2 separate regions of the Sus scrofa genome follow, and region 1 is linked to region 2. A link is a contact called in public Hi-C data. All regions are on one chromosome and are shown on one strand. The core of a region is the stretch at or near the end of the contact, and the rest is flanking DNA. Distances in the headings are between cores, read along the strand shown. Region 1 has its middle 18 kb from the start of MRGPRX2. Region 2 overlaps ZDHHC13 (palmitoyltransferase ZDHHC13).

What was found. Hi-C and Micro-C count contacts between places; a contact is called where the count stands out from the background.
Region 1: a contact with region 2 is called in a Hi-C map of fetal heart ventricle, with 5 times the contacts expected there. The contact joins two enhancer-like sites. A contact is called at or near these places in 5 of 47 Hi-C or Micro-C datasets (alveolar macrophages, embryonic fibroblasts, fetal heart ventricle and 1 more).

Annotation. Positions count from the first base shown.
Region 1 is chr2:40,353,141-40,357,444 of Sscrofa11.1, forward strand. No RefSeq gene overlaps it. Among named protein-coding and RNA genes, the nearest start is that of MRGPRX2, 18 kb to the right of the region's middle. Within about 2 kb of position 1,306, at least 1 of the 83 cell types and tissues checked has an H3K27ac peak or open chromatin away from gene starts, as enhancers often do.
Region 2 is chr2:40,273,561-40,277,712 of Sscrofa11.1, forward strand. ZDHHC13 (palmitoyltransferase ZDHHC13) reads right to left here. Exons shown (of 17, transcript XM_021083254.1): 9 at 3,945-4,078; 10 at 370-470. Among named protein-coding and RNA genes, the nearest start is that of ZDHHC13, 35 kb to the right of the region's middle. Within about 2 kb of position 2,656, at least 2 of the 83 cell types and tissues checked have an H3K27ac peak or open chromatin away from gene starts, as enhancers often do.

The DNA.
Region 1 (4,304 bases), core at 56-2,555, 78 kb after region 2:
CACACTTTCAGAATGTCGGATTCTCACCCAGCTCCCCGTTGTCCACTTCCCACATCTTTACAGCCACCTGCAGCCCATTAGCCTCCTTTCCTACAGCAGCTTCTTCATGGATCTCCTTTCCCCCTGCAAGGCAGTCTCCTCTCAGCATAAAAGTGATGTTTTTACTGTAAATGGATAATACCTCATCCTTGTTTCCAACTCTTCAATGGCTGTGCATTTAGAACAAACCCGACTCTTAAGCCATCCTTCCCCCACCTTCTGCTCCAGCCAGAGATGCTAACCTCTTTTCTGCCTCAGGGCTTTTGCACTTGCAGTTCCCTACACCAGGAATGCTCTTGCCCTGGTTCTTGACTGTCAAGTCTGGCTCCTTTTCAGCCTCCAGGGCTCAGCTTAAACCACTCACAGAAGTTCCCAGGTTACTCCAGATCCCATCACCATGTTGATTTCCTTCATAGTACCCATCCCAGCATGTAATTATTTTATTTTTTCTCTCTCTCTTTTTTTTTTCTTCCGGTCTTTTTAGGGCCACACCCGCAGCATATGGAAGTTCCCAGGCTGGGGTCAAATCAGAGCTGCAGCCACTGCCCTACACCACAGCCATAGCAACATTGGATACGAGCCGCATCTTCAACCCACGCCACAGCTCACAGCAACGCTGGATCAAGGTCAAGGAATTAAACCTGTGTCCTCATGGATACTAGTCAGATTCGTTTCTGCTGAGCCATGACAGGAAGTCCCTATTTGATTTTTTCTTATTTTCATTTTTTGCTTGCCTTTTTGTCTTTTTCCATAGAGTTTTGACCTCCATGACAGCAGAGGCCATAACACTTTTATCCACCCCTGCACCCTCCGTGCCTGGCAGAGTTCCCGGCACTCAAGTGGTATCTATGGAATGAATGAACAAGCCCCAGGAGACAGGAGCCCATAAGGATCTTAGCGATGATCTAGCCAGTAGCTTTCAAATTTTATTTCTGGCACAGACCCTCCTTCCAAATGAAATCTTATGCAGAACTTCAGAGCTGAGATAGCAGCCATGAGCTCTGGCCTCCTGGTTCAGTCTTCATGCCACCGAGAGCCCTGCCCAAGCCGAGGATGCCATGGGCTCTTGAGACAGCACACACACCCCCACCCCTGCGTGCCGTCCCACCCCAGGTGGCTGAGTTGAGCTGAACTGCCCCTCAGCCCAGCATTTCTCTGGCTGCTGCCTCTGCTTTGATCCTCAGAACAGAAGCAGGAGGGAACGTGGCATTCTGAATTGTCTTAAGCAGTTTCAGAAGCAGTTAAATGTTTTGGAGGAAATTTTCACACAGAAACATATCTGGGAACATGATGATTCACTGCTGGGGTGAGTGTTGGATCTATGGGTTTTACTTCAAAGAAGTGCAGAAGCAATTGTGGGCTCAGGCAAATTGATCTTGGGCAAGTTGCTTAACCTCTCTGTCCTTCACTTTCACCATCTGGAAAAGGGGGATGATAATGGTAGTCACGTCATATGGTTGTAGTGAAAATTATGAGTTAATAAATGTGAAGTGTGGAGTTCCCTTGTGGCAAGGCAGGTTAAGGATCTGGCACTGTCACTGCAGCAGCCTGGGTCACTGCTGTGGTACGGGTTCAGTCCCTGGCCCCGGAACTTTCCTATGCTGCAGGTGTGGCCAGAATAAATACATACATTTTTTAAATAAAAATAAATGCATAAATAGGAACTCCCACTGTGGTGTAGTGGGTTAGGAATCCAACTGAAAAAAAAAAAAAAAAAGGAGCGTTCCCATTGTGGAACATCAGAAACAAATCCGACTAGGAACCATGAGGTTGCAGGTTCGATCCCTGGCCTCACTCAGTGGGTTAAGGATCTGGCATTGCCGTGAGCTGTGGTGTAGGTCACAGACACAGTTTGGATCTGGCGTTGCTGTGGCTGTGGTGTAGGCCGGCAGCTGCAGCTCCGAGTCAACCCCTAGCCTGGGAACCTCCATGTGCTGTGAGTGTGGCCCTAAAGAGCAAAAAAAAAAAAAAAAAGAAAGAAAAAAAGAATCCAACTGCAGTGGCTCAGGTCGCTTCAGAGGTGCGGGTTTGATCTCTGCCTTGGCACAGTGGGTTAAATGATCTGGCATTGCTGCAGCTACAACATAGGTTGCAGCTGTGGCTCATATTCAGTTCTTGGCCTGGAAACTTCCATATGCCATGGGTGCAGACACATAAATAAGTAAACAAATAAATAAATAAGTGCTTATAGCTGTGCCCAGTACAGAGTAAGTACCACCAAAACAGAGACACTGTTCTTGTTGTTATTATTATTACTCTAGGGCTGGGTGCTGGAGAAGGAAGCCTGGGCTTCCTAGCTCTGAGTCTGCTAAGCTGGGGCCTGACTTGCCACGGATGGGCGATGACTGCAGCCCTCGGGCCTGTGGGGGAAATGCAGCAGGAAGGACCGGAACCACTGTTTCTCAAAGGTGCAGAATCTCAGAACATTCTCACACCATCTCAAGGAGAAAAATCTCTTGTTATCTCCTTTTCAGAAGTGAAGAAACCAGGAGTTCCTGTCATGGTGCAGCAGAAATGAATCCGACTAGGACTTCCCCTGTGGCTCACAACATAACTACTCAGCGTTGCTTCTACAGAAACAAATCCAACTAGGAACCATGAGGTTGTGGGTTTGATCCCTGGCCTTGCTCAATGGGTTAAGGATCCGGCGTTGCCTTGAGCTGTGGTGTAGGTCGCAGATGTGGCTCGGATCCTACGTTGCTGTGGCTGTGATGTAGGCTGGCAGCTACAGCTTCAATTGGACCCCTAGCCTGGGAACCTCTATATGCCGTGGGTGCGGCCCTAAAAAGACAAAAGACAAAAAAAAAAAAAAAAGAAGTGAAGAAACCAAGGCTTAAAAAGGTTGCAAGAGAGACCCCAGGTCCCATGGCCAGGAGTAGCTAACTCCAGGGCTCCAGCCGGGCCTGGCAAGCAGGGGCCTGGTCCCCGTGGCCACTGTGGGAGGCTGCAGAGGCTGGAAAGGGGAGGATGTGTCCCTACTGTTCCCCAAGTGGTCATATCCAGAGATGGCAGAGAGGTGCCTCGCAACCCCCCAGACTTACCCATGGACACAGGGGAGCCTGCCAGGGCTGAGAGGAAGGTGCCTCCCTGAGTTGTAGCCAAAGGGCTGGGCTCTGGGGGAGGGGGACAGGGGGAGGACTCTGATGGAATGAGCACTAGGCCAGGAGTCGGGACCCAGATTTGAAGCCTGGCTCCCTGAGCAAATCCCAGCACCCAAAACAGGGCCTGCCAGGCAATGGGTATTCGCTGAACAAATGGATGAATGAACCGATAAATGAATGACACAGTCCCTGCTCTCAGGGCGGTTCCAACCTGGAGGACAGACTCATAAATGTGGAGCATAAATGCGGAGCAGGATGTGCTGTGTCAAGCCTGTGGGGCAGTGAACAGGGGCTATACGATTCAGCCAAGGAAACTGCCCCTGTGAGCTGGGACATACTCTAAAAGGGGAATTCAACTGTGTCTGAAGGATAAAGGCAGGGAGTTCCCATCATGGCTCAGTGGTTAACGAATCTGACTAGGAACCATAAGGTTTCGGGTTCGATCCCTGGCCTCGCTCAGTGGGTTAAGGATCTGGCAGTGGTGTAGGCCGGCAACCACAGGTCCGATTAGACCCCTAGCCTGGCCTGGGAACCTCCATATGCTGCGGGTGCGGGCCAAAAAAAAAGAAAAAGAAAAAAAAAAGGATAAAGGCAATTCCAGGAGGCAGAGAAGAGGGTGACAGAGCCCAGAGCACCAGGAGGCCTGCACGTGCAAAAGTTTGGCAGCAACGACAGCTCAACATTTGAAAGGCATGTGGGAAGTAGCTGGATACTGTACAGATCTCTCTCTTCTAGAACAAATCCTGCTCCAGCAAGCCCTTCCCCTCCATTCTCCCAAAGCGTAATTCCAGCCACACAGTTATCTGTAAATTGGGCATGAGTCCAGCTCCCCAACACGGGGTCCATAAAAGGAGTTGGTTTAGAACAGAAAACCATGGGCCCCAGGCCTCACTGGTCTCCCCCATCCAGCAACCCCGCCCTCAGGGAGCGGCAGGTCAAAGCTGAACCCAGGCCAGGCACCCCCCTCACCTTCCTCCCCCCTCTTCCCCTCTCCACCCCCTCATCCTCCTTGGCTGGCTGCCCAACCCATCACCACGGGTTCACACACACCCTACTGGCCCCACCCTGGCCCAGTCCCACCACAGACCTCTCCCTGCCCTGCCCTGGCCAAACACTGGCAGAGGGAAGCCAGAGAAAACCAGAGTGGCAGCCTTCACCAGGTGG
Region 2 (4,152 bases), core at 1,406-3,905:
ATTTCTTTTCTTTCTTTCTTTTTTTTTTTTGTCTTTTTGCTTTTCTTTGTGTCATAGGGCCACATCCATGGCATATGGAGGTTCCCAGGCTAGGGGTCGAATCAAAGCTGTAGCTGTCGGCCTACGCCAGAGCCGCAGCAACGAGGGATCCGAGCTGCGTCTGCGACCTACGCCACAGCTCACGGTAACCTGGATCCTCAACCCACTGAGCGAGGCCAGGAATGGAACCCGCAACCTCATGGTTCCTAGTTGGATTCGTTAACCACTGAGCCACAACGGGAACTCCTAATATCTAAATTTCTAACAATGGCATTAGTAATGTTAAAAAGCAAAATGAGATATATATTTAAATATAAGCTTGAAGGATATCAGGAAAGAATAACATGAACCAAGTCATAAATATCCAAAAAATGGAACTTAGCAGAAAGACTGTTGGTAAGTATATAAGGCTCTTATATCCGACCAAGAACCTAAAAGAAAAAAGGGTAAACATGCTGTGTTAGTGAAATGAATCTTATTTAGTTCTAAATCCCCTCACCTCAAATAAAAATCACCTCAAATAATAATGACACCCTCACATAACAGCTTTCACTTAGTGCTATTTGCACATTCCACACAGAAACAGTTATGTACAGTCATTGCCACATTTTACATGTGAGAAAACTGAAGCATCAGGACTCTCAGAGAGTGAATATGTTGGTTCTTACAACTAGTTTTTATACATTATTTCATTTCTAATCACTTTATATTTTCAATGAATCTTTTTAATTCCTATTGAAACATATCATATTTATATTTCTTTATTTTCAAATACTCCAAAATGCAAAAATTTAAATATTTGGAGATTCACCTTCATAATTAACAAGCTTTCTTCTAGAGGCTGGTAGTGTGTTTTTGCAACATACAGATGCACACGACCTTGAGCCCTTTCATCCCACCATCAGCTTGAGAAGCAGACACTTGATGCTAAACGACACTTGATGCTAAAGGTGCCACTAGTCATCAGGCACCACCCATCTCACTTGGGTCACAAGAAACTTGGAAGTCCACATATACTTTACCCAAATGTTTAGTGACATAGTTGCAAAAGAAAAAAAAATCTCTCTTTCACATGACTCAACATAGTAAATCTATGCATGAATACAATTTACCTGGATCTATTTTAAAATTTATACCAGGTTGATGATGGACATGACAGAGTTTTAAAAAGCTATCGAGATCATCGGAGTTCCCGTCGTGGCTCAGTGGTTAACGAATCTGACTAGCATCCCTGAGAACACAGGTTCAACCCGTGGCCTCGCTCAGTGGGTTAAGGATCCATCATTGCTGTGAGCTATGGTGTAGGTCGCAGACACCACTCAGATTCCGAGCTGCTGTGGCTGTGGTGTAGGCCAGTGGCTACAGCTCCAATTCAACCCCCAGCCTGGGAACCTCCAAATGCCATGGTATGGCCCTAAAGAAGGAAAAAAAAAAAAAGATCATAAGCGCAACTGTGATAAAATACCTGACAAGAACTAAAGATCCCAAACCTCAGGTACCCAAAAGGCTGCAGAATCAGCCAAACGGAGTCCATGTAACCACAGCACGGCCTACCTGAGATTTTGCAGCCAAATGTGTTTGACCTCATTAAGTGGTGCAGTGAACTACTTAGTTTTGAAGAGCCTGCTACTATGATCTGTCTAGGTATGACAGAGCAGCCTGGATCAATAAGCAACCTCCTGTGGAGCCTAATAATAGTGGAAGTTTACAGCTGCTTACTGCCATGAAATTGGGATGCTAGAGTAGGAGAAATAAAACAGAATGGATCAAGTTGCCGTATGAATTTGTCTTCCATGCAAACTGTGTCCATATGCTAAGCCTAGCTTATGAAGCCCCCAACTCAGAAACAAAAGTTTCCATGTAAATTTTACATAATGTGGGTTTCTATTAAAACAACAGAATCTCAAATGCCCCCTATCCTAGGTGCATACATATTGCCACTCTTTGCTTTCTCCATGGAATGCAAGAAAAAAGTGATGACTACAACTTGGCCTAAAATTTAGCCGAAGACCAAGTCAATCCAATCAGTGAAAAATGAATGAATATCTCTAAGTTACAAGCTTTCTGAAGAGCAGACAATTTTAGGCATTTTTCTACTTTTCAGAAATTTGAGAACTATGTGTAGATACTTATATTGCAACACGACAATGGGAGGAAAAATTAGGTATACAGGTATGTGTAACTTGGTCCCTATGCTGTACTGTGGAAAAATAAATAAAATTTGAAATAAAATAAAATAAAATAAAAAATAAAAATTCTGCTCATGAAAAAAGAAAAAAGAAATTTGAGCTGTTATTTACATTTGAATTCTAATTCTTTTCCAGCCTACTGTCTTGCTCTTGAGGAACCAAAATGGGAAAATTCCTCAATGCTCTGTCTTCTGTTGTGACATAAGCAGCAGTTCAGGCTATTCCACAAAATGCTGGTAAGCAAAAGGAGGACACAGGAATGCTCTTCATCACCCCCTGAAGAGAGCAACACAGCATCTCCTTTCAGCTTTGCTTTTATGGATCTTCAGTTTTTTGTTCCTGAAAATGTTCCACAGGAGAGACAAGCGTGTTGCTTGTATGGGCCTGACAGTCCAGGAAACAGTGATCAAGTGCCATGAAGAAAAAACAGCCCGTGATGCCGCAGAGTTAGTGAGGCATGGCCTTGCTGTGGAGGTGATGTTGGAACTGAGGCCCGAGTGACGTCTCCCGCTATACCATTATCTGCTATCAGAACACTTCAGACAGAGCCAAGGCCCTGGGTGGGAACAAGCCTGATGTGTGCTGGAAACAGAAAGGGGGCTGGAGGGCAGTAGAGGGAGATGATGTCAGAGGGGAGGGAACGGATCACATAACACCTCACAGGCCAGGAGTCTGGATGTCATTCCCAGAGCAAGAAAAAGCCACTGGAGGGCTTTAGGCAGAGAGAAAAGACAGAAACTGGTTTGCCTTTTTAAAGGACCACCCTGATTGCTAAGTGAGGAGGAATCCATGGGGAGAAGAGCCAGAGTCAGGAGACCAATTAGGAGGCTTGGCCTGGGGTGCCAGCTGGGGAGACAGAGAGAAGAGACCAACAGGAGTGGAGCAGGAAGAACTTGGTACCTCGCTGGATGTAGGAGGTGAGGAGAAGGGAAGAATGGAGGACAGAAATCCAAGGAGAAGACCCATGTTTCACGTGAGGACCAGATGACATTCTAACAAGGAAAGGGAGGTGAGAAGGAGAGACTAGGATGTGACAGGACTATTGAATACTGTGTGTCCGCCATGGTTTGAACCACTGTATTTGTATTAATTATGACAGAGGGACTGTCACAATTATCACCCTTGTTTTATAGATGAAAAAAATATCAAGGCACAGAGAGGTAAACCAACTTGTTCAAGGTCAGACTGTTACGTGGTAAAGCCTGACTTGAACCCAGTCTGACTCTTAACCAGCAACTATATATAATCATATATGAATATTTTCCTAAAAATAAACCATACCATAATTACTATTTCATAACATCCCTGATTTAATTAGGTTGTTTCAACTAAAAAACCTTAGGAGCAAAAATATCTAGCTTGAAATGAATTTTGATTTAGAGCGAGAAAAAAAATTTCTGAAAAATAAGCAAAAATGATTTAAGATGCAAAATAGTTATAAAAATCTCCCCATTACTTACCAAAGTTAACAATGCAAAAAGAGAGCTAGGATACTTACTTCCTACCAATAGTAAATTCAATTAAATTATTGGATTGGCCGATTTGCTTTCAGTCAAATTACATGCCACCACAGGACTTCCCTCCTACCCTGAGGACGTTTCTATGCAATAATAGTCAAAGTTCAATAAAGATCTGTGATTCCAATTAATCAGCAATAGAAATAAGTACTCAAATTTGAAATGCAATAACCAACATTGTAAAAACCAATATACATACCTTGGAAACAAAGATGTCAGAAAAAATAATGTTATTAGAAGAGATCCTTTTAAAAGCCAAGAATCTGAATTGAAGTCCAATATGTATCCAACAGCCCACATGGTAATCACAGAAAGCATCAGCAGCAGGAAGAGCTATTAAGAGATTCAGAAATTTAGAACTTTATGGATTGTACCTTCTAAGTATCTAGGAATAATTAGTTCAATAC